Linked DNA regions of Mus musculus: all the other regions are linked to region 3. Evidence: chromatin contacts called from public ChIA-PET, Hi-C and promoter capture Hi-C data. All regions are on one chromosome and are shown on one strand. The core of a region is the stretch at or near the end of the contact, and the rest is flanking DNA. Distances in the headings are between cores, read along the strand shown. Region 1 holds the start of Nudt9 (nudix (nucleoside diphosphate linked moiety X)-type motif 9). Region 2 holds the start of 4930542N06Rik (a long non-coding RNA gene). Region 3 holds the start of Zfp33b (zinc finger protein 33B). Region 4 holds the start of Gbp4 (guanylate binding protein 4). Region 5 holds the start of Hsd17b11 (hydroxysteroid (17-beta) dehydrogenase 11). Region 6 holds the start of Gbp6 (guanylate binding protein 6). Region 7 holds the start of Gbp9 (guanylate-binding protein 9).

What was found. Promoter capture Hi-C pulls out the DNA fragments that hold promoters and counts their contacts. A called contact is a pair of places that touch in the nucleus more often than the background predicts. ChIA-PET counts read pairs in DNA pulled down with a chosen protein or histone mark. Capture Hi-C pulls out chosen DNA fragments and counts their contacts.
Region 1: a Hi-C map of erythroblasts shows a contact between it and region 3, with 4 times the contacts expected there. The contact joins the promoter of Nudt9 here to the promoter of Zfp33b in region 3. A contact is called at or near these places in 4 of 39 promoter capture datasets (the 3T3-L1 cell line, embryonic stem cells and pre-B cells), 4 of 484 Hi-C or Micro-C datasets (CD4 T cells, the G1E-ER4 cell line, centroblasts and 1 more) and 1 of 115 datasets of contacts at active chromatin or transcription factors (bone marrow-derived macrophages).
Region 2: a promoter capture Hi-C map of pre-B cells shows a contact between it and region 3, with 6 times the contacts expected there. The contact joins the promoter of 4930542N06Rik here to the promoter of Zfp33b in region 3. A contact is called at or near these places in 3 of 39 promoter capture datasets (embryonic stem cells, liver and pre-B cells) and 2 of 9 other capture datasets (adipose tissue and macrophages).
Region 4: a contact with region 3 is called in a Hi-C map of B cells, with 11 read pairs. The contact joins the promoter of Gbp4 here to the promoter of Zfp33b in region 3. A contact is called at or near these places in 1 of 39 promoter capture datasets (embryonic stem cells), 2 of 484 Hi-C or Micro-C datasets (B cells and CD4 T cells), 2 of 115 datasets of contacts at active chromatin or transcription factors (large pre-B cells and memory CD8 T cells) and 1 of 9 other capture datasets (macrophages).
Region 5: a promoter capture Hi-C map of pre-B cells shows a contact between it and region 3, with 4 times the contacts expected there. The contact joins the promoter of Hsd17b11 here to the promoter of Zfp33b in region 3.
Region 6: a promoter capture Hi-C map of liver shows a contact between it and region 3, with 5 times the contacts expected there. The contact joins the promoter of Gbp6 here to the promoter of Zfp33b in region 3. A contact is called at or near these places in 7 of 39 promoter capture datasets (the 3T3-L1 cell line, 3T3-L1-derived adipocytes, the C10 cell line and 3 more), 2 of 115 datasets of contacts at active chromatin or transcription factors (embryonic stem cells and memory CD8 T cells) and 3 of 9 other capture datasets (adipose tissue, liver and macrophages).
Region 7: a contact with region 3 is called in an RNA polymerase II ChIA-PET map of memory CD8 T cells, with 10 read pairs. The contact joins the promoter of Gbp9 here to the promoter of Zfp33b in region 3. A contact is called at or near these places in 1 of 115 datasets of contacts at active chromatin or transcription factors (memory CD8 T cells) and 1 of 9 other capture datasets (macrophages).

The regions. Positions count from the first base shown.
Region 1 is chr5:104,045,003-104,048,265 of GRCm38.p6, forward strand. Nudt9 (nudix (nucleoside diphosphate linked moiety X)-type motif 9) reads left to right here and starts at 1,862. Exons shown (of 8, transcript NM_028794.4): 1 at 1,862-2,144. The coding sequence starts at 2,038. Mir5619 (microRNA 5619) reads left to right here and starts at 3,001; the gene lies at 3,001-3,061.
Region 2 is chr5:105,413,897-105,417,003 of GRCm38.p6, forward strand. 4930542N06Rik (a long non-coding RNA gene) reads right to left here and starts at 1,280. Exons shown (of 2, transcript XR_389449.3): 1 at 356-1,280. It overlaps Lrrc8b (leucine rich repeat containing 8 family, member B), which reads left to right and starts at 1,879. Exons shown (of 5, transcript NM_001033550.3): 1 at 1,879-2,016. Gm32051 (a long non-coding RNA gene) reads left to right here. Exons shown (of 2, transcript XR_389452.2): 2 at 1-26.
Region 3 is chr5:104,570,125-104,573,264 of GRCm38.p6, forward strand. Zfp33b (zinc finger protein 33B) reads left to right here and starts at 1,548. Exons shown (of 3, transcript NM_001346671.1): 1 at 1,548-1,647. The coding sequence starts at 1,618.
Region 4 is chr5:105,138,302-105,141,281 of GRCm38.p6, forward strand. It overlaps Gbp4 (guanylate binding protein 4), which reads right to left and starts at 1,285. Exons shown (of 12, transcript NM_001359079.1): 1 at 1,179-1,285; 2 at 418-516. The coding sequence starts at 432.
Region 5 is chr5:104,020,454-104,023,491 of GRCm38.p6, forward strand. Hsd17b11 (hydroxysteroid (17-beta) dehydrogenase 11) reads right to left here and starts at 1,343. Exons shown (of 7, transcript NM_053262.3): 1 at 1,077-1,343. The coding sequence starts at 1,286.
Region 6 is chr5:105,292,041-105,295,271 of GRCm38.p6, forward strand. Gbp6 (guanylate binding protein 6) reads right to left here and starts at 1,659. Exons shown (of 11, transcript NM_194336.2): 1 at 1,586-1,659.
Region 7 is chr5:105,108,839-105,112,166 of GRCm38.p6, forward strand. Gbp9 (guanylate-binding protein 9) reads right to left here and starts at 1,454. Exons shown (of 11, transcript NM_172777.4): 1 at 1,367-1,454.

The sequences.
Region 1 (3,263 bases), core at 612-3,111, 520 kb before region 3:
ATTTCACTAATTTGCTGCAACTTGGGCTTACCTGATGTTTCCACTCATGTATTTAAAATGTCTTAATTTAGGATTTTGTTCTATTGCTATTGCTATTGAAACTTTATAACATGATATCTGGGGTAACCAAAATCTGTGTTCCTGGGACCAGAGGAATTCATATTTTGCTCCAGAAGAAACTAAGATCCTTTAAGGTGTGAACTATGCTTTTTTATATCAACAATACTTTAAGAAAAATGCTATCTGAAAGAGCTGCCAAAGACAATGCCTGGGCTACAGAGACAGCTCAGCAGTTAAGAGCACTGGCTTGCTTCTCTTCCAGAGGACCTGGGTTCAAATCCTAGCACCTATATGGTAGTGCACAGTCGCCTGTAACTCCAGTCTTGAGGAATCTAAAGTTCTCTTCTGGACTATACGGGCACTAAAGACTTGGGGTGCACAGATACTCAGGCAAAACCCCTGTCCATCCACATAAGTAAGTAAATCTTAAAACAAAACAAAACAAAACCAAACCAAAACCACTAGCCTGTTTGAGGATACTAGTTAAAGTCACAAGGAAAGATTTTTATTGGCTACTGCTGCCGTAGGAAAGCCTACATTATGAACTGGGTTCTAGTTTCATTAAAAAAAAAAACCAAAATAAAAAAAAAAGAATAGGGATCTTGAAGGCCGGGGAATGGTGCTGAAGGATCTAAGGTGTTCGTGTGTGTGTGTGTGTGTGTAGAAACAAACGTGTTTCTTATGACAGGAGCAGTGGAGCAAGCTGAAAACAACCATCTCTGGAAGGGGCTGGAGCCCAAGGTGATTTATCTTCCTGAGTGCTCGCTCACACCTCAACGACATGTCTACCACATCTCCAGGAAACTGTGGGGTGGTAGGCTTATGCCCCAAAGTGCAGAGAAAGAAAATATAATCTTTACTTTGCTCCAGGGATCTGCCTATCTGTCACCAGGTTTGGGCAGGGGTGGGGAGGAAATTTCCCATACTTTTAGTTTTTCTAAGCGGGCATTTTAAGGGGTGTAGTATAGTCACGAAGGCAACGCCCTGAAGTGTTACTGTGCAGTCCTTTTTTCTTGCTGTCCCATCCCAAGAGTGCTGTGGATTTCAGGATACTGTTAGTATTTGATTGGCCTGGCTTTAAGAGCCAACGCCATACGGTGTGTTTTGCAAGGCCCAAAGTTGATGATAGGCTTAGAATATGTCTCATCAACAATTAAACGAATGAAACCTGGAGTGCAAGCCGCGATGCACGCCTGGCTTTACCACTTTCAATCTGGCTAACTTTAGTCCTTCGTTCGTTATTATCCAGACCGCGTGCCACTTTCACAGCTTGTCTGTAAGTTTTGGCTTTGGGGTTCGAAAGTGGGAAACCGAGGCCGGCTTTCCTTTTGGACAAGAGGTTTATCAGAGTCACCAACACCACGGACAGCACCGTGAAGGGGGCTCTGGGGAGCCCAGGCTGCGTTCCAGGGTTGGGGGATTCCCTCCTTAAGGGTTAGGGGTCACGTGACTGGCCTGATCACGTGACCGGCGGGACGCCCACATTTTGTTGTTCACAGGCGGTCTCTGAATCCGGTATGCGGGCAAGTTTCGAAAAGCAAGTTACTTGGCTTCTGGAAACCAAACCAAGGTGTTTCAAGACTCGTCACTGACTCATCCTACGTCTTCTCAAACCTCGCATGGCTCACGTGACTCCTCCGTACGGCCCTCCTCTCCTGGAAGCACGTGGTCGCCCCTGACCCTCCTTCCGCTCAGCCTCAGGGTTCTGGGTCTCCGCGTCCTGCCGCGCCGCGGCACTCCAGTTCGCCTGCGCAGACGGAGAGGCCTGGCACACAGGTTAGTTTGCGGCGTGGCCGTAAAGCGCGGTCGCGCGTCGGGTACGTCGTGGGGCTGCTGGCGCCGCCGGCCAGCGGCGCTGGGGGAGCGCGGCCGGGTCCTAGTGCCCGCTGGCTGCAGGTTCGGGGCTCAAGGCGGGGCTCCGGGCGAGGCCGGCCACCTCCGAACCCTCGCGGGCCGCGCGCCAGGCGCCAGGCGCCGATGGCCGGCCGCTCCCTGGGGCAGGCGGTAGCCACCGTGTCGCTCTCGGTGGCCCTCGCGTCAGTGACTGTCCGGTCCTCAGCCTGCCGCGCCGTCCCCGCACCCAGGTACCCCGATTCTAGGACGGGCTGCGGTTCCGAGACCTCGGGTGGACCTGCGATCCCCTCCTTCCTTTTCCAGAGGTTATGTAGGCTGTGCTGAAGTACTGGATTTTGGGAAGCCAATAGCAAGGACCCTTCTCGATCTCTGACTTTTTAATTTGCCCATCCAGATAAGGCGCCAACGCTAATTCATAGATCACCAGAGTTTGAAGAGCATTTATGGTGTGTTGCTCCGTGCTAGAGGTGATACCGAGTCCATATAATGGAATATACTGTTAATATATACTGTTAATCTGAGTAGCAGACAGTGTTTTCTGTGCGCTGGAAGGCGCTGATTATTGGCTTTTGGGTAGACTGGAGATGAAGTGTGCGCACAAGTGCCTCAGTACTGGGAACCTCGTTCTTTCCCTTCTCTCCTGGGCGAGGTGGCCGCAACTTTATTTCCTAGTGACTTGGAAAGTTTGTAAGTTTGGTTCTGTTAAGTTCTCTGACACCAGTGTCTTCCTTAAAACACATACCACCCACGCCTCAAGCTTGACTTTTATCTAGGAGGCAAACTCACCAAGCTTTCGGTTCCGAAGAGGAAAGAGGTTAGTTCCCTGGCAATTTGGGCTCCGTGTGAGACCGAGTTTGGAATTTCTGTGGGCTTCCCAAACAGGAGTGACATATTCCTTCACCTCATTGAAAATAGAATTACTTCTGCTGTGGTTTGTAGGCCCCACGGTGCCATCCCCTTTCTGCTTTCCTGACAGTGCTTAAAACCCCTCAATCAGAGTGTCCTCTTTCTGCTGGTGTGGGTTAACACCCTTTATACACCTTCTTCAGTGGGGCTTGCTGAGGGGAGAACTTCCTGCTCTCTGGAAGTCACTAATGGCATTTTTGTTGGTTGTTACCAGAACAACGAAAAGCTCATTGGTGATTTCTAGCACGACAGGGAAAGGAACACTTAAAGAAGTATATCCAGAACTGAAACTGCTTATTCCAAAGAAAAACCCAAAGCTAAGTCAACAAGTGTTTGTTGAGTGCCTGCTGGTCTAGACAGATGATTGTAAAACATCTGTCGAGAAACAAAAGACGTGTAACTTCAAGAGTTTTGTGACTACAGTTTTCTTTAGGAGCTTGGCC
Region 2 (3,107 bases), core at 30-2,529, 840 kb after region 3:
TCTCAAACATTAAGCCAAGAAAAAAATCAGAAACGTCCAGCTTATAATGTTAGAATACTCTGATTCTATTACAGCACTTACTTTTCCCCCTCAAACTGATACTTAAAAAACTCTTTGTCTGGGGGCTGGAGAGATGGTTCAGTGGTTAAGAACACTGCTTTTCCAGAGGTCCTGAGTTCAATTCCCAACAACCACGTGGTGGCTCAAAATCATCTCTAACAGGATTGGATGCCCTCTTCTGGTGTGTCTGAAGACAGCTACAGTATGCTCACATAAAAATACAAATCTTAACAAGAAAATAAAAAAACAAACACCTCTTTGTCCAGGTGGTAAGCAGTTTGAGGGCCATACTTACATCTAGAATTACAAATGTGTACACAAGGTCATACACACAATTTAATGACAATATGTTGTATGTTCAAATGAAAGAATTAAAAAAAAAAGATGTGTGTGTGTGCAGTGTGTGTGCCACGTATGTGGGTGCACGTGTGCGGGGGAGCACATATATGTAGGTGCACATGTGTGTGGGAGCACATATATGTAGGTGCATATATGTGTGGATGCCTTTGGAGGCCAGAAGAGGGTGTCAGAACGTTTGGAGCTGGAGTTGTCGGCAGCTGTGAACAGAATTCTGGTCTTCTGCAAGAACAGTCTGTGCTCTTAGCTGTGGAGCCGTTAGTCCTCACAGTGTTTTCAATGTTTGCTTCAGACTCAATGCAACTGCCACTCAGAGTGAATTGGACAAGGACCGGGTATAGCAGTGACTTCCAGGGCAGTTCGGGCTGGAGTTCTGATATGACTGGTCGCTACTGGATACAGCGCAGTCTTCCACACCTTCGTAGTGTGTGGAGGTATTGGGTGCCCAACTGATCAGGTGACTCAAATGCTGTCTTCTTTTACTCCTCTGGGAGTGTTTTGTTACCTAGGGATGGGAACACCATAGCAACTAAGAGATACAAATCTTGCTGAATTGAATCCTTGTGCTAGAAATAACCTGGACAAAGACTGAGCTTAAAACAGAACAGGGAGGGTGTGGGGGAGTTAAAGATTCGAGGAGGAGGATAGAACTATTAAATAGCCCAGAGTTCTGAATTTGGATTAAATTTTTGCTTAACTTGCAAGGCACACTGTTACTCTTCAAATACAGGGCCATTAACAGGAGAAGAATGTGGATGGGGGACAGGTGACCATCCTCAATGAAATACTATTATGTGTACTCCCTCTATCTTGTCACCTCACGCTGAAGATAAAGACACTGGAAAGAAAAAGATGGTATTGGAGGCCCAGAAGCTGCTTAGTTTCTCCTCCTTCCCAGGGGCCCTACAACCTTTCCAGTCACTCGACTTAAAGAGCGTTAAAGGGACTTCACTAAGGCAGGCTCTGCGCGGCACACCCCACCCTTCCTGGTAGAGTAAGTTGTGTCAATAACAAGTTTCTCAGGGGTGCACACGTGAGAAGGCAGGGGTCTTCTGCTGGGGTGGAGCGCCTGGGGAACGGCCATAAGGCCCGGCTCCTGGGTTTCTGGAATGCAGCCCCAGCTCCTGGCGAGGCGTGTGGCTGCCATGCACCGCGGATGCCAGGCTGGGCGAGTGCATCCGGGCGGCCGCATGGCGTTGGCTCCGGGAGGTGGCAGCTGCGCTTTGTGTGCAGCAGGAGGGTGAGTCACCGGCCCCCGCGGTTCGTCCCAAGGCCGGGTGGACTCTCGGGCCGGGTGGCGGAGCGATCCGGGTAAGGGCGGCTCGGAGGCGGCGCTGCGCGTCCCCGGCTCCCGCCTGCGCAGCCTGCGCAGCCCGCGCGCTCCGCTCCTCCTCCGCGCGCGAACTTAGTCAGCGGTTCGCGCCGCCGCGCGCCCATTGGCCGGCCGCGCGCGCCGCGTCACAATGGAGCGGCTCCGGGGCGGCGAGCCGGGCAGCGCCGGGGCTTCCCGCTGAGCCGCAGCCGCCGGAGTGCGGGCGCCGGCCGCTCGGCTCGCCCCGGCCGGCCGGGCAGCGCGGGCCTGGGGGCTCCGACACGAAGGTAGGCGGGGACGGCGGGGGAAGGGGGAGCGCAGCAGCAGGTGGGGGCGGCAGGGCAGGTGCTGTTACCTGGCGGCGCCTCACCTGGGTCTCCCGCTGCGGGCAGGTGGCACAGTCACCTGCTAAGCCGCGGTCGCCCGGCTCCCACGCCCCCGGGGGAAGGAGGGCGCGGTCCCTTGCGGGCACCTCTCCTGGATGTTGGGGTCAGATGGGGCGAGAGGAGGGGGCGGCCGCGCCCAGGCGGTGCCTTCGTTGTCCCTACGGCTGAACACGCACCTGTGTATCCACCACCCCCCTCCCCGCCCCCGAAGGGAAAGGCCCTCCCTCTCCACCCTGGTCTCCCCTTAAGTGAAGGCGCTCGCTCGAGGGGGTCCACACCAGGTCCCCGCCGTTTGCCCCCTGCCCTGGAGCCTCCTGTCGACATTTTATGCTCTGGGGTATTTACTGGCCTACAGCTGTGATTTTAGCGTTTGAGCTGGAAGGGGTCAACTGATTTCCATTTAAAGACTCGGTGGTTCCTCCTCCTAGGTTGCAGGTGCTGACAGGTCAGAAGGAAGAGGCTCGGTAATCCGTGTCCTCAACTGACTTCCCAAAGTCCGTAGGTTGCTTATAGTCATGTGTTTGTGGAAGACTTTGATGTGTGGTTAGAAAAACTACCACTAGGATCCCTTTGCACCCCCACCCCAGAGGACAAACCTAAATTTAAAAGTCAATACCAGCGTATGGACTTCTTGAATACATTCTGGTCTTGTCTGAGAACTTAACAGGAAAAAACAAAACAAAACAAAACAAAAACAACTGCTATATAAAAATAAGAGAGAACGTTTAAAATATCGTAAATGTGAAACCAATTTAGATAATTTGTTCAGTGTCCGTTAAGAAATTAGAGACTGAGAGTGTAGCCCCAACAGGCTTAGCAAAGGCAAGGTTGGGGCTTCAGTGCCCTCCAAAGTACTACTACTGTTGCATATGACAATGATAATAGTAACAATAACTGCTTTCCAGGACATCTGTGTTTTTTGCCTAAATGTATGACTGAAGTATATATGGGAGAGTGTACTACAGTGTCAGTACACTCAAAATGAACAAATC
Region 3 (3,140 bases), core at 298-2,797:
CTTTGACATTACCTTTGAGTGTGTTGTCTTACAGATGTGCTGGTGAAGATTTCTTGGAGACCCAGGGTTTCCATCTGTCATCTTGGGGCTCCATGTCTCATCATGGGGTTTGTGAGAGAATCACCTGTCTTTAGCTTGTATAATGATTATCCTCTTAGCAATTAATTATGTACAATTGCTACCTCTTCAGAAAAGGATTCATTGTGTTTTTTCATATTTAAATTTCTACTTAGTTTAAATTATCCTGACAAGAAACAGAAACCATCTTCTTTTTTTCTATTTCTTTAATTTGTATTTTGTTTTGTCATGTAAATTCAGCAAATAAACCTGCGACTGACATGTACAGTCGTAAGAATTTTCTAAAATTATTTAAAGAGTTGTGATTCCACAGTATCTTCTGAGCATTTATATTCATACCCACAGATGCTTTCTTGGTACCAGTGAGCATGGGTGAAGGGAATTAAAGAAGCTTGCAGCAGTGTTTAGAGACCTTGCACTGTCTTTCTTGTCTACTCCAGAAGTCTGTGTCTTTGACTCTCTGTCACGTCATGTCCAACCCACAATGGCAGGTAAGGTCAGCAGGGAGTTGTCCAGGGGACAGGAAACAATGGTAGTGTCTTTGGATATGTCTTTTGAAATGGACTTTAGTAGTTTGTTTGTTTTCTACTTTCAATTATCTCTTCCTGTTTTAATTATGGCTTTACTGCTGTGAACAGTTACCATGACAAAGACAACTCTTAAAAGGACGACGTTTAATTGGGGCTCGATTACAATTCAGAAGTTCAAGGTGCATGGCAGAGCCTAGGCTGGCATGGGGCCAGAGGAGCTGGGAGTTCTACATCTTGTTACAAAGACTGCCAGGAGAAGACTGGCGTCTAGGCAGCTAGGACAAGGATCTTAAAGCACTGTCATTCATGGAACAGAAAAGCTTCATGTCATCCTCATATAATACAGAGCTTCACCATGGGAAGGCAGCAAGAAATTAACAGCGGCCGTGAAATATATTTATTGTCAACTGAGACTCAAAAAGAATAGATTTGAGGTTGTAAACAGGCTTTAAAATTTACTCTTCACGAAGCTAAAATATTGTAAACACAATATGGCTACATAATTTAAAATCATATCACACAGATATGTGCCCCCAAGGGCCCTGATTCAGTTCGTGGCTCTTCTGGGACTCTCAGCTATGCCTGGATGTTCAAGAGTCAGAACCTCCCCCCACCCTCCACCCCAGAACTGGGACACGTCACAGACCAGGAACTCCCTAACCAGCTCTAGCCTCGGCCTCATCAAAGACTGCATTTCCCATCCCTGAGCAGACTCTTGGCTTCCCCTGAAGCCCAGCACCAGCCAGGCTGCAGAAAAGAAAAAATAGTCTAGATATTTATTCCCCGGTACGGAGCCCAAACAGGCTGTGCCCAACGGAAGTGAATAAATGGACTGACAGATTCACTGTCCAATCAGAGTCTCCATACGCGCCTGCCAGTCAGAAAAGGAGGAGGGTTCTTCCGGAAATCACATTGCAGGTTCTGCGAGAGTTTACGTGATTTTGTGTGTTGTTTTTTCACCTCAACTGCCGAGTACTGAGGGAAGCTCAGGAAGCTCTGAAGATACAGCATGGCCAGCACATCCTCACTCTCCACAAAGGTGAGGAGCGGGAGCCGCTGTGGTGGGTCCTGCTCGGGGCTGGGCGGGAACCAGCAGCTTGATGCAGCCGCGTGTGAGGTCCCTGTTAGTGTAAGCCATTCCTGGACCCAGCGGTGGCATCTGAATAACTTCCCTCTCTGGGCTGAATCTGCACAAAGCATTTGGAACAGGGTCTTGTGTATAGAAACATCCTTGATAGGATGCCAGTGGCAGGCAGGCTTGGTTCCTCTAGTAGAGTCTACAAGCTCTTCTCCTCTATCATTTTTTGTTGTGATTCATTTGGAGTTAATTTTGTCTAGTTGTAAAAGGCATCCATCTGTTGGGTGACTGAGAGCACGTTCTTTCAATATGCCTCTGTTTTTAAAGAAACAAGAAATAGATGCAATGTTAATTTTTGTACAGCTGCCCCATTAGTCTTTTAGAAAAATGTTTCTGAGACAAGCTATGTTGTCACGTGCATCCCAGTCTCATGCTCCCCAGGGCAATGACCCTGCTTTCCTTTTTATTAGACTTTCTAAGTTCGAATGTTAAATGTATGTACAAGAGCGTTTTTAAAATTACTCATTTAAGTCCTGTGATTAACTGTCCTTTGCAGTGAAAGGAAAAGTGCATTCCTGTGGAACATGTATTCTGCCTTCAGACTAGAACAGGAGGAATGGTTTACTGTGTACACAGTAGGGTGAAACAGTGTAGACCAGAGCTAGCTCACAGACTAAAGTTTAAGGAGTCATCTGCAGGAGTCACCATTGGGAAGGAGGACCTGATGGGGCAAAGTGAGTGATTGTTTTAAATTCCTCAGCATTTATTAATTCATGCATGTTTATAGAAATTGTATAGATTGGTGGGTATACAAGTTGGGGATGTTCTGTGGGATCAAACTTTGTTGATGTAATTATGTCAGCTGAGAAGCTGTGTGTGTGTCAGGTTATAGATCAGCAGCTAATATTACACATAAGGACAAGATCATACATCATCTTATTGATGGCATTTCCTTAGCAGGAAATTGCTTGTTTTTCTTGAAAGTCACTATTGTTAGCATTTGTCCCTTGTTTTATTACCACCAGCCACAATGCATGTTTCATGTAAATTAAGTCCAGGGTTCAAAAGTAGATTTGAGTTTCAGAGGTTTTTCATGTGTTCATGGTGCTTGGTAGGAAGCAGACACTAAATTGCTCTTCCAAGTTGTTTTCTTTGTGGGTTTCAGAGGTCATGGATTTCCCAAAGAGGCATGAGAGACTGCAGAGCCATAGCCACCATTCTGATCTTCTCCACCCAGAGAGATCTGTAGAGCATGGGGCCTCACTGTTTGAATGATGAGTAGTAGATTGACGGTGAGAAATATAACAGTTAAAGCCACTTTGAGTTATTTTTGTGGGAGTTTGTGGGGTTTTTTAGTTTAGTTTAGTTTTGTTTTTTAAGTTTCAATACACATGTGCTCATAGGTAACATTGTTCAAGTTCACATTTAAGGGACTATACCCTTATAAAGGATCC
Region 4 (2,980 bases), core at 35-2,534, 570 kb after region 3:
ATAATTCTTCAGTCCCTGTGACAAACATTGAGGAAGTCCAAATCAAACCACAAGGCATCACTTCATACTCATCAGGACAGCTACCACACAATGGGAAAACAAATCCATGTAACCCAGAATTTAAACAACTCCGGTGTCTGTACTCTGCAGCTAAGAACACAGAATATTTCCTCATGAGAAACAATCCTGGTTTCTAAGACAATGGAAAGTTACATTTGATCTAACAGCTCTTCTTTGATTTCAGCACAAACTAGCAAAAAGGACTTGGATGGACCTTTGATCTTTAATGATCATGGTAGCTGTGTTCACAATACCCACAATGTGGATTAAGCCCAGTTTCCCACCACAATGTGATGGCACACCAAATTGTATATTATTCAGCCAGAGAAGAGAATAAAATTAACTACTGTACACTACCTTGTAGACCTTCATAGACTTAAAGCCAGCCACAGACCTCTGCAGGTCAGACAACACATAACTTGCCTCCCCTCCTCTGCACTCCAGTCCCAGATGAGCCTGAGGACATTATGCCAAGGACAGAGAATGTGTCAATCCCCAGAAGTCACAGATTCCACAACACTGTCTCTCTGCAGCTTAATCCCTTTAATGAGATAAGAAGAGCAGCCCAAACAAAATGCAGAGAGCCCATGTGATCTCTACATCACACACACACACACACACACACACAGACACACAGACACACACACACACACACACACACACACAAACCCTAAACACCAAGACAGAGCTTGACTACTTACTAAACTTAAAAAGATGATGAGGTACAAACTAAGTTTATTTCCAAAAAATATTTGCCAAGGTCAAGTGCTGAATTTTCCGCACAAGGTTCCTACATGTTCCTTTGACAACAGTTGCCTGTGAACCAGGGCAGGAGCTGTTGCTGTGGTCCCAGCTGAGGAAGGACCAGAGCTCTTCCCATAGTGTGTCTAACAGAGCAGGGCAGCCAGCTGTGTCAGGCTACAACTTTGTATCTGTCCTTTGTCAGAGGAAAGAAACTCACCTCCTAGACCTAAAGCCAGCCACAGCCCCCTGCAGACCAGAGAGCACAGAACCTGCCTCCCTTCCCCCTCCCTCAGTTGCCCCTTTGACTTGGAAATCAAGCTGAGGTCCAGACTAAGTTGCTCCTTAAAGAAAGGAAAAGTAAATATTAAATATACCTGGTCCCACAGCACAGGTCCAAGTGCAGTTCTCAGCTGCTGCTGCCTCCTCAGGCTCACTTCTGCTCTCCTCACTTCCTGCTCTCTTTGCTCCTCTTTTATGTGCGCTGACCACACACACACACACACACATACACACACACACACACACACACTCACACAGGATGCAGCAAAAACAAAACTGAAAGTAAAGTAAACCAAGGCATTGTTAACTTGGCCAAGACTGGAAGGGGAGGTCAGAGGATGCTTAGTGTCAGAAAAGTCAGTGAGATACTCTGTTGCAGCCAAGGGACAGCAGGCTTCCACTGTGGAAAGTATTTACATTCTCTTTCTTTGGAACCCATCTCCAGTTTCCTCCAGCCTTCTAGGCACAGATAAAGCACAGTAAACCCAGGCCCCCATCAGTGTAAATGACACAATCTGGGAGGATTGCACGTGTGCTTCTCTCAGGGGAAATTCCAGGTGCTTTTTGAGTGAAGAGCTTTAATGTTTTAAACCTGTGTTTTCTAAAACAGGAACCATCACTGTCCCCTCTCCCTCCCTCCCTCCCTCTCTCTCTCTCTCTCTCTCTCTCTCTCTCTCTCTCTATCTATCTATCTCTATCTCTCTTGCTCAGATAGTCCTCTCTTCCTTTCTTACCCTCTTTCCTTCTCCAGTCCTCTCCCTGCTTCCTCCTCCCTCTCTCTGTTCCCCTTTCTTTGTCTCTACTACCCTCTCAAATTCCACTCTCCATGTCTTAAATAAACTCTATTCTATACTATACAATTGTGTGGCTGGTACTTCAGGAGGAAAGGATGCCTCAGCAGGAGCCCTCAGAGACACCACCTTCCACCTCACCATACCCCGCCTCCACCACACATATCCCTGGCTTCTTTTTTCTTTTTCAGAAAACACAACAGTCCATCTAAAAACTGTTTTCAAAGAAGTAATTAAAGAATAGTAAGTAGGAGTTGTGTTCAGGGTAGAAGCTAAGAAAACTCACTTCTGAGATGGAAGCTTAAAAATGAAAGCTTTATTTTCTGAGCCCTTAGGAAGGCAGCCAGTTTGGGATCTGAACTTTGTCTCTGATGGGAGATTGAATACTATTTGTAAAGGATGAAACACAAAGCGAGGGTGTTGGGTGGGGCTGCAGAGTGATCTATTGTGTTTTCACAGGAAGGATTAAAGAAGGAAGTACCCATTGGAGACTGGGCCATATCCAGGCACCTAGCTTCAGGGTCCTTAATTTACTCTCCTAGACATTTGGTGCAGAACTCAGAGTGATAAAGGGACAAAGGAGCAGGACAGCAGCATGGAGGTAAACTGGTACCTTAATTCTACTTCAGTGAACTCTCCCCCTATTCATCTGTTAGCTCTGCATGGCCACCTATTTGCAGGCCCAGGTAGAACTCACACAAGAGTCCACACCAGGACTGGGAAGAAGTTCATGTCAGCAGGTTCTTGGATGCCACTAAGGCCAGGGGAGTCTCTGGTCTGGAGCTCTTGTCAGTTGAGTGGCACTTCTGAGACAGGATTGAGGGGAGCAGCAGGAGCAGGGCTGCCTCTAACACTTGCTTAAGCCTTTTGTTCACTTCAGCACTCAAGTGAATCTACAAAACATCAGGATAAATCTCTATGATCCTTTGCCTGTGTTTCTCTTCTATATTATATCGAGAAAGAGAAAAAGAGAGAGAGAGGTGTGTGTGTGTGTGAGTGAGCACAGGTGTGCAAATGCACGTATTTGCTGAGGTCTTGAAAAAGTGCCTCTTACTGCTTTGCTATTCTAGCTGACAAGTGAGCCTCAGGGCCTTGCTGTCTCTGAC
Region 5 (3,038 bases), core at 93-2,592, 550 kb before region 3:
GATAAACACACTTTTTTAGAGAAAATTGTGTATATTAGAAACGATAAGCCCAAACCATTCTTGTTAAAGAATAAAATTTCAGACTAGTTTGTGTGCCACCTGCTAGACTCTTGGCTAAATCACCTCACACATTAACTTACCATCTCCCTGGCCTTCTGAAAACTAAAGCCTGGGTAGCCTCGTCTTTCTCAGTTAAGAAGCAAAGAGCCCATTTCATATGCCTGACCATATGCCTATGCTGGGCCTTGGCTAGCTGACCCATGCTGGCCCAGTTTGCATTGTTAATCCATCGTATACATATCTAATTATCTGTTTTCTCCACCAGACGTAGGTAGCCCATCTCCTGTTTGCCACCAGGTCTTACCATCTGGGCTGTAGATACTATGGAGCACTGATTACTTGTTGTCACAATCACTCTAGAGTTAGAGTTCTTATTTAATCTCATGAACCTTGACCTCTTGTTTATAGAATGGATGTACACAGTGCAGTGAGGGGCACGCTAAGCCAGAAGATGCCTTCAGATTCCCTCTGTCATCCACCAAAAGCCAGACCAACACTTCACTGCTAGCTCCTTCTAACTCACCTCCCACCTCAACCTGAAGGTACAGGAGACCGCACTGAAGTTATTTCACTTTTAACTATTTTTTCTATAAGGTGACTTAGATGACTCCTGTAGGCAACTGGCAGTGCAATGGTGATCCCTGTAGGGTGTCATTTCGAGCCCATCTCAGCAGCTGCAAACGAGACTTGACAGCCGCACACATCTAACTCTTGGTATAGCACCTAAAACTGCTGTATTTTCCAAAAGTTTATGATGGTCAGTAGGAGGAGATTATAGGCCACTTTCAGGATGGATTTAATGTAGTGTTAATGTAGCGAAGGGAGATAGCCAAGATTCTCATTGTCCATAGGTCCGTTCATCGTGTGGTCTTAACAGATATCAAATTATGCCTCTCTTATAATCTGAAAAAATATGAATAGTTACTATATGCTCTATGGACTCTACAGAGAACTATAAAGGGTGGTTGTTTGCCAGTGTGGACCACAAAGAAAAGGCAGCGACGAAGCGCGGTTACCTTATTGATATCCCAGAGAACCAGTTTGGTGTTAAGTTTGGCAAATTCGTAGGCAGTCAGTCTTCCAATCCCATGACCAGCTCCGGTGATCAGGACGATCTCTCCGGCGACAGATTTTTTCTTCTTGGGAATAAAAAGCTTGACAAGAGACTCAATGCTGAAGACGATGAGCAAAGGCAGCAGCAGGATCAAGTCAAGAAGATACTTCATCCTTTTGGAGGCCCGGTGCTCTCGTTCCCGGTCCTAAACGGCCTCTGGAGGGTGTCGGTTACGCACAGAGTAAAAGCTTAAGCAAGGCAGAGTTCCCCTATTAAAGAGAAACAAACAACTCGGAAACCATTCCTTCCGCGGGGCCGGGCTTCAGGAGGGTTTTTGCCATTGGCTCGGACTGCAGTCAGAGCAACTGCTCGCTGGCTTGGAAATCTGGGAGGGACGAAGTTCAGAGGCAAGCCCTAGGGCGGTGCGACCCTGATAGCTATCGCGGACTTCCTCCTAGGAGGGCTAGTTACCTCACGCTTTCCTAAAATGGAAAAATCCCCTCCCTGTCTGCAGCAGACCTAGGAGAGGAGAGGTCGTCACGCTGCGCAGTAAAGGATGAAGGGCAAGTGCTAGCAGTGCTCAGGCTGCGGTGGACAGTTGTCTGTTTCTGCATAAGGGTTGCAAATGTGGAGCCACACCTTAAAGGACCAGGAAACAAGGAAGGGGACTCTTTGGGGAAAGGAAGAGAAGTAGCAAGAGGGGGATGGGAGGACGGCTATGGGGGAGGGGCGGGTTAGAACACCTGGCACGTTTGTGTATAAAAGTCACAAACCCATTTCTTTGCACGCTAACCAAAAATTAATAACAAAACAAACAACCCTTCAAGCAAAACAAAGCACAAGAGGGAAAACCAAGCTCCTGAATTAGAAATGACCCTACATCGCATTTTAATTTGAATTGAGCATTTCTGGAGGGCAGAGGGGTGTATCCTCCCAAGGCATAATCAAGTTTTAGGAGAAGCAGTAAACCCATCTCCCCAGGGAAGAGCCGTGTAGCGGGGCAACCAGCTCCCACTCGGCCTCTGAGAATCTGAAAACGAGAAACAAAACATATATTCAAGAATGGTGGGTGGTTTGCCTGCCTGTGTGCACACTATTTTTGCTCCCGGTGTGGGGAAAGGGCAGATGAGGGTTCTGGGTTTCCTAGAACTGAAGTTACTAGGAGCTGTGAACCTGCATGTAGGCACTGGGAATTGAACCATTGTCCACAGGAAGAATGGACAGTGCTCTTAACCACAGAGCTATAGCCATCTCTCCAGCATTCTCGTCCCCAGTACACACTTTTTGAGACAGGATTCCTCTGTGTAGCTCTGGCTGGCCTGGAACTCTCTCTTCCCCAGGTTGTTTTGAGGCAGTTTCTCCTCATTTAGCAGCAGGAACAAGCTAATAGCCTGTCTGTTGAGTGGTTGGTTTATGAACTATAAATGTTATCCGTTGACTTTCCTCCTGTGACACTGAGGATGTGGCTTGCTTTGCTTGCTCTTTATCTTCCTGTCTCCTATCATCCCAATATAATTCTCTCTCCCTTTGCTACTTCTGTTAAGTTTTATTTGTAACTTTAGGCAACAAGGTTCTATTTTTTTTTCTTTCTTTCTTGTTCCAACAACTATAGATGTTGGCAGAGAAAAAGTATCCTATCCTCTCCAGGAGTCTGATAGGTTATTTCTCCACCTCCAGTTTACAGAGCCAATTTAAGCCAGATTAAATTATATTAAAGTCAGCTCATTGCTGCTTTCAGGAGGCTTAAGTTCACTGGCCCCAAAGACCAAGGCCAGAGACAGCACCATGGGTAAAGTGGAAAGTTGGGGTAGAAGGGGAGAGAGAGAGAAAGAGAGAGAGAGAGAGAGAGAAGAGGAAAAGAAGAGAGAGACCAAAATGTCTGAATTATACAGAGAGGAGCCTCTGGGGGAAGGGCAGCCCAGCC
Region 6 (3,231 bases), core at 409-2,908, 720 kb after region 3:
AGATAGTACTCAATATTGCAAATCACCTTGTATGAGAAAACTATAAAATTTTTAAATAAACTTACTTGAAAAAGATGTAATGTCCAAATTGGGATGTACCAGAGTGAAAGGTGAAGTGTCTCTGTTCCCAGGACAGAATGGCAATCAGGTTTTATTAGGGAAACATGGATGCAAAATGAAGAAACTTTCCGTTACACTATTTCTGTTTTGCCATGCTGAGGGACATGGTGTAAGAGTCTAGAGTCACATGATCATGTGTGATTTGGCTTCTTAGAGCTTACTGAGGCTGAAGCTTGCTTTGGGTTAACATACATATTTATTTGAAATTGTTTACTTAGTTTTGCTGATGTTTACAGTTTAAGCATGAATGCTGTTATTTTTAAGAACTACTTGTTTTTGTTGCACAACAATTCTATAGACCCATTGTTTCTTATAACATGTCTTTGACAAATATTGAGGAAGTGCCAATCAAACCATACACACAAGGACAGCTACCACACAAAGCAAAAACAAATCCATGTAACCCAGAATTTAGACAACTCAGGTGTCTGTACTCTGTGGCTAAGAATACAGAATATTACCTCATGGGAAACAGTCCTCGCTTTTGAGAAAATCAATACTTATGTCTGATCTAACAGCTCTTCTTTGATTACAACACAAACAAAATAGCAAAGAAGGACTTGGATGGACCTTTGAGCTGTAGTGATCATGGCAGCTGTGTTCACAATACCCACATTGTGGAGACAGCCCAGACTCCCACCAACAGATCACCAACAGATGCATACATTAACACAGTCTGACAATGTGCACAATAGAATATTATTCAGCCAAAGAAGGGAATAAAATTAACTACTGTACACAACTTTGTAGACCTTAATAGACTTAGGCTAGACACAGACTCCTACAGGTCAGACAACACATAACCTGCCTCCCCTGCCCTGCCCTCAGTCCCAGATGAGCATGAGGACATTATGCCAAGGAAGGAGAATGTGCAGAATCTCCAGAAGTTAGATACAGGTGACGTCACTTAACTCCAGAAACCAGGCTCTCTGCAGCTTAGTTCCATGTATGAAATAAGACTAGCAGCCCAAACAAAATGCACATAGCACTACGTAATCTCTACATCTCACATACAACATAAACATCAATATAGAACTGGATTATCTTCTTACACTTAATTCAAAGTCAGTGAGGTAGGAACTAAGTTATTTCCAGATAGATGTTTGCCAAGCTCTTGTGCTGAGTTTTCCTCACACGGTTCCTCCACAGAGACTTTCCTCTGCCTACAGTTGCCTGTGAACCAGGGCAGGAGCTGTTGTGGTCCCAGCTGAGGCAGGACCAGGGCTCTTCCCATAGTTTGTCTAACAGAGCAGGGCAGCCAGCAGTGTCAGGCTGCCACTTTGTATCTGTCCTTTATCAGAGGAAAGAAACTGACCTCCTAGACCTAAAGCCAGCCACAGCCCCCTGCAGACCAGAGAGCTCATAATCTGCCTCCCTTCCCCCTCCCTCAGTTGCCCCTTTGACTTGGAAATCAAGCTGAGGTCCAGACTAAGTTGCTCCTTAAAGAAAGGAAAAGTAAATATACCTGGTCCCACAGCACAGGTCCAAGTGCAGTTCTCAGCTGCTGCTGCCTCCTCAGGCTCCCTTCTGCTCTCCTCCCTCCTGCTCTCTTTGCTCCTCTTTTATGTAAGCTGACCACACACACACACACAGAGAGAGAGAGAGAGAGAGAGAGAGAGAGAGAGAGAGAGAGAGAGAGAGAGAAGGAGTTAAAAGAAATCACATGCTGCAGCAGAAACAAAACTGAAAGTAAAATAAAATAGGCCATGTTAACTTGGCCAAGACTGGAAAGGGAGGTCAGAGGTTCCTGTCTATCCCGAAAAGCCAGTGTGATACTCTGTTGCAGCCAAGGGACAGCAGGCCTCCACTGTGGAATCTGTTTACCTTCTCTTTCCTTGGAACCCATTTCCAGTTTCCTCCAGCCTTCTTGGCACAGATAAAGCACAGTAAAACCCAGGCAGCCATCAGTGGAAATTACAAAATCCGGGAGTATTGCAAGTGTGCTTCTCTCAGGGGAAATTCCCAGTGCTTTCTGATCAAACATGTTTAATGTTTTAAACATGTGTTTTCTAAAGCAGGAACCATCCCTGTTGCCATTTCTTCTGGGCTGCCCCACAATTACCTGGCAACAGCCAGGTGGGCATGACTCACTATAAAAGGGGCTGCTTGTACCCTCACATACCCCCCTCTCTTGCTCAATTGTCCTCTCTTCCTTTTTTACCCTCTTTCTTCTCTGTCCCTCCTCCTCCTTCCTCCCCTCTCTATCCCTCTTTCTTTGTCTCTACTAACCCCTCAACTCCCCTCTCCATGTCTTAAATAAACTGTATTCTATACTATACAATTGTGTGGCTGGTACCTCAGGAAGAAGGTAATGCTTCAACACTGGCCCTCAGAGGTACCCCTTTTCACCTCAACATACCAGGTATGACGTTTGTATATTCTTGGACCAGAGGGTGGCACCATTTGGAGATGTGGCCTTGTTGGAATAGGTGTGACCTGGTTGGAATAGGTGTGTCACTGTGGTTGTGGGCTTAAGATCCTCACTCTAGTTGCCTGGAAGTCAGTCTTCCACTAGCAGCCTTTGGATGAAGACATAGAACTCTCATCTCTGCCTGTGCCACGCCTGCCTGGATGCTGCCATGCTCCCACCTTGATGATAATGGACTGAACCTCTGAACCTGTAACCCAGCCCCAATTAAATGTTGTTTTTTTATAAGACTTGCCTTGGTCATGGTGTCTGTTCACAGCAGTAAAACCCTAACTAAGACACCAGACAGCCACCAAACATATACCTGACTTCTTTTTCTTTTCATAAAACACAACAGTCAATTTTAAAACCTGATTTTAAAAGAAGCAATTAAAGAATAGTAAGTAGGAGTTGTGTTCAATATAGAAGCTAAGAAAACTTCAGAGATGGAAGCTGAAAAATGAAAGCTTTAATTTCTGAGCCCTTAGGGAGGCAGACTGGGGTCTGAACTTTGTCCCTGATGGGAGATTGAACACCATTTGTAAAGGATGAAACACAAAGCAGGGGGGAGCTGTAGAGTGATCCATTGTGATTTCACAGGAAGGATTAAACAAGGGAGTACCCCTTAGAGGCGGTGTTGGCATCAGGACATCCCAAACCTGTGACATCACATAGGCGACAGCATGACCTGCTACCTTCTGACT
Region 7 (3,328 bases), core at 204-2,703, 540 kb after region 3:
CTTGATGATGTGTGATTTGGCTTCTTATAGCTCAGTGAGGCTGAGGCTTGCTTTGGGTTAACATATATATTTATTTGAAATTGTTTGCTTAGGTTTGCTGATGTTTGCAGGTTTAGCATAAATGAAGTTATTTTAAGAGCTACTTGGTTTTGTTGCTCAATAATTCTTCAGACCCAGTGTTCATTATAACGTGGCTTTGAAAAACAGTGAGGAAGTGCCAATCAAATCACAAAGCATCACTTCATACACACAAGGACAGCTACCACACAAGGCAAAAACAAATACATGTCACCTGGAATTTAAACAACTCAGGTGTCTGTACTCTGCAGCCTAGAACACAGAATATTACCTCACAGGAAACAGTCCTGACTTCTGAGATAATATATAGTTATGTTTGACCTAAAAGCTCTTCTTTGATTACAACATAAACAAACTAGAAAACAAGGACTTGGATGGACCTTTGAGCTGTATTGATCATAGCATCTGTATTTACAATACCCACAATGTGGACACAGCCCAGTCTCCCACCAACAGATCACCAACAGATGCATACATTAACACAGTCTGATAGCATGCACAATAGAATGTTATTCAGCAAAAAAAAAAAAAAAAAAAAAGGAATAAAATTCTACTGCACACTACTTTATAGACCTTCATATACTTAAGGCTATCCATGGACCCTGCAGACCAGACAACACAGTAACCTACCTCCCCTGCCCTGTCTTTAGTCCCACATGAGCATGAAGACATTATGCCAAGAAAAGAGAATGTGCAAAATCCTAAGACGTTAGATACAGGTGACATCACTTAATTCCAGAAACCAGGCTCTCTGCAGCTTAGTTCCATGTGAAATAAGACTAGCAGCCCAAACAAAATGCACATAGCACTACGTGATCTCTACATCTCATACAACATAAACATCAAGAGAGAACTGGACTATTTTCTTACACTTAATTCAAAGTCAGTGAGGTAGGAACTAAGTTATTTCGAGATAGAGGTTTGCCAAGCTCTTGTGCTGAATTTTCCTCACAGGGTTCCTCCACAGAAAGACTTCCCTCTGACTACAGCTGCCTGTGAACCAGGGCAGGAGCTGTAGCTGTGGTCCCAGCTGAGGCAGGACCAGGGCTCTTCCCACAGCTTCTCCAACAGAGCAGGGCAGCCAGCTGTGTCAGGCTACAACTTTGTATCTGTCCTTTGTCAGAGGAAAGAAACTGACCTCTTAGACCTAAAGCCAGCCACAGCCCCCTGCAGACCAGAGAGCTCATAATCTGCCTCCCTTCCCCCTCCCTCAGTTGCCCCTTTGACTTGGAAATCAAGCTGAGGTCCAGACTAAGTTGCTCCTTAAAGAAAGGAAAAGTAAATATACCTGGTCCCACAGCACAGGTCCAAGTGCAGTTCTCAGCTGCTGCTGCCTCCTCAGGCTCACTTCTGCTCTCCTCCCTCCTGCTCTCTTTGTTCCTCTTTTATGTGCGCTGACCACACACACACACACACACACACACACACACACACACACACACACACACACAGGATGCAGCAGAAACAAAACTGAAAGTAAAGTAAGCCAAGGCATTGTTAACTTGGCCAAGACTGGAAGGGGAGGTCAGAGGATGCTTAGTGTCAGAAAAGTCAGTGAGAAACTGTGTTGCAGCCAAGGGACAGCAGGCCTCCACTGTGGAAAGAGTTTACATTCTCTTTCTTTGGAACCCATCTCCAGTTTCCTCAGCCTTCTAGGCACAGATAAAGCACAGTAAACCCAGACCCCTATCAGTGGAAATGACACAATCTGGGAGGATTGCACGTGTGCTTCTCTCAGGGGAAATTCCAGGTGCTTTTTGAGTGAAGAGCTTTAATGTTTTAAACGTGTTTTCTAAAACAGGAACCATAACTGTTGCCATTTCTTTCTGGACTCTGTCCCACAGTTTCCTGACAACAGCGAGCTGGGCATGACTCACTATAAAAAGGGCTGCTTGTCCACTCTGCCCTCTCTCTCTCCCTCTCTCTCTCTCTCTCTCTCTTTCAATCTCTCTCCCTGAGATCTTCCTCTCTTCCTTTCTTACCCTCTTCTTTCTCAAGTCCTCTCCCTGCTTCCTGTCTCCCTCTCTCTGTTCCTCTTTCTCTGTCTCTACTACCCTTTCAAATCCCCTGTCCATGTCCAAAATAAACTCTATTCTATACTATACAATTGTGTGGCTGGTACCTCAGGAGGACAGGATGCCTCAGCATGCCCCCACCCCCCATACCACCTTCCACTTCACCATACCCCACCTCCACCACACATATCCCTGGCTTCTTTTTCTTTTTCAGAAAACACAACAGTTGTTCTGAAAACTGTTTTTAAAGAAGTAATTAAAGAATAGTAAGTAGGAGTTGTGTTCAGGGTAGCAGCTAAGAAAACTCACTTCAGAGGTGGAAGCTTAAAAATGAAGCTTTATTTTCTGAGCTCTTAGGAAGGCAGCCAGTTTGGGATCTGAACTTTGTCCCTGATGGGAGATTGAACACCATTTGTAAAGGATGAAACACAAAGCAGTGGGGAGAGCTGCAGAGTGTGATCCATTGTGTTTTCACAGGAAGGATTAAACAAGGGAGTACCCCTTGGAGACTGGGCCATATCCAGGCACCTAGCTTCAGGGTCCTTAATTTATTCTCCTAGACATTAGGTGCAGAACTCAGAGTGATAAAGGGACAAAGGAGCAGGTCAGCAGCATGGAGGTAAACTGGTACCTTAATTCTACTTCAGTGAACTCTCTCTCTATTCATCATGAATATTATCAAATACCTATTTCTGTATAGAAAGAAACAAAAGTACCAAATAATGTGCGACAATGAAATACTCAATGCACAGTACCACACCAGAATATGACTTAAAAAGGAGACTCACAAATCCTCTGACCTTGACTCCTGGTCCTAAGACTTATACTAGTGAAGATGTAAGAGCAGAAAACATTGAGTTACTGTAGAATGTTTGTACCATGATTGTTGTCAGGTAACTATGCCATAGAATATTTTTTTTAAATACTGGGTGGTCAAAGACAGAACATTTCCATCTGGAGAGTATAAATTTATACTCTGTGGACCTGTTGAAGCTTTCAGCTCTGGCGTTGCCTCCTGAGGATGAGCGAAAGGGAGTTACACTAAGCAGTGGTACAGTGTTTTAGGCCTCGTTTTCATCATTCCTACCCAAGTAAGTACTGCCTCTACCAGTGTGATGGTTTGTATGTGCCAGGCCCAGGGAGTGGTACTGTTAGGAGGTGTGGCCTTGTTGGAGTAGGTGTGGCTTTGTGGGTGTGGCTTTTGGAATGGATGTGCCTTGAAGACCCTCAATCTA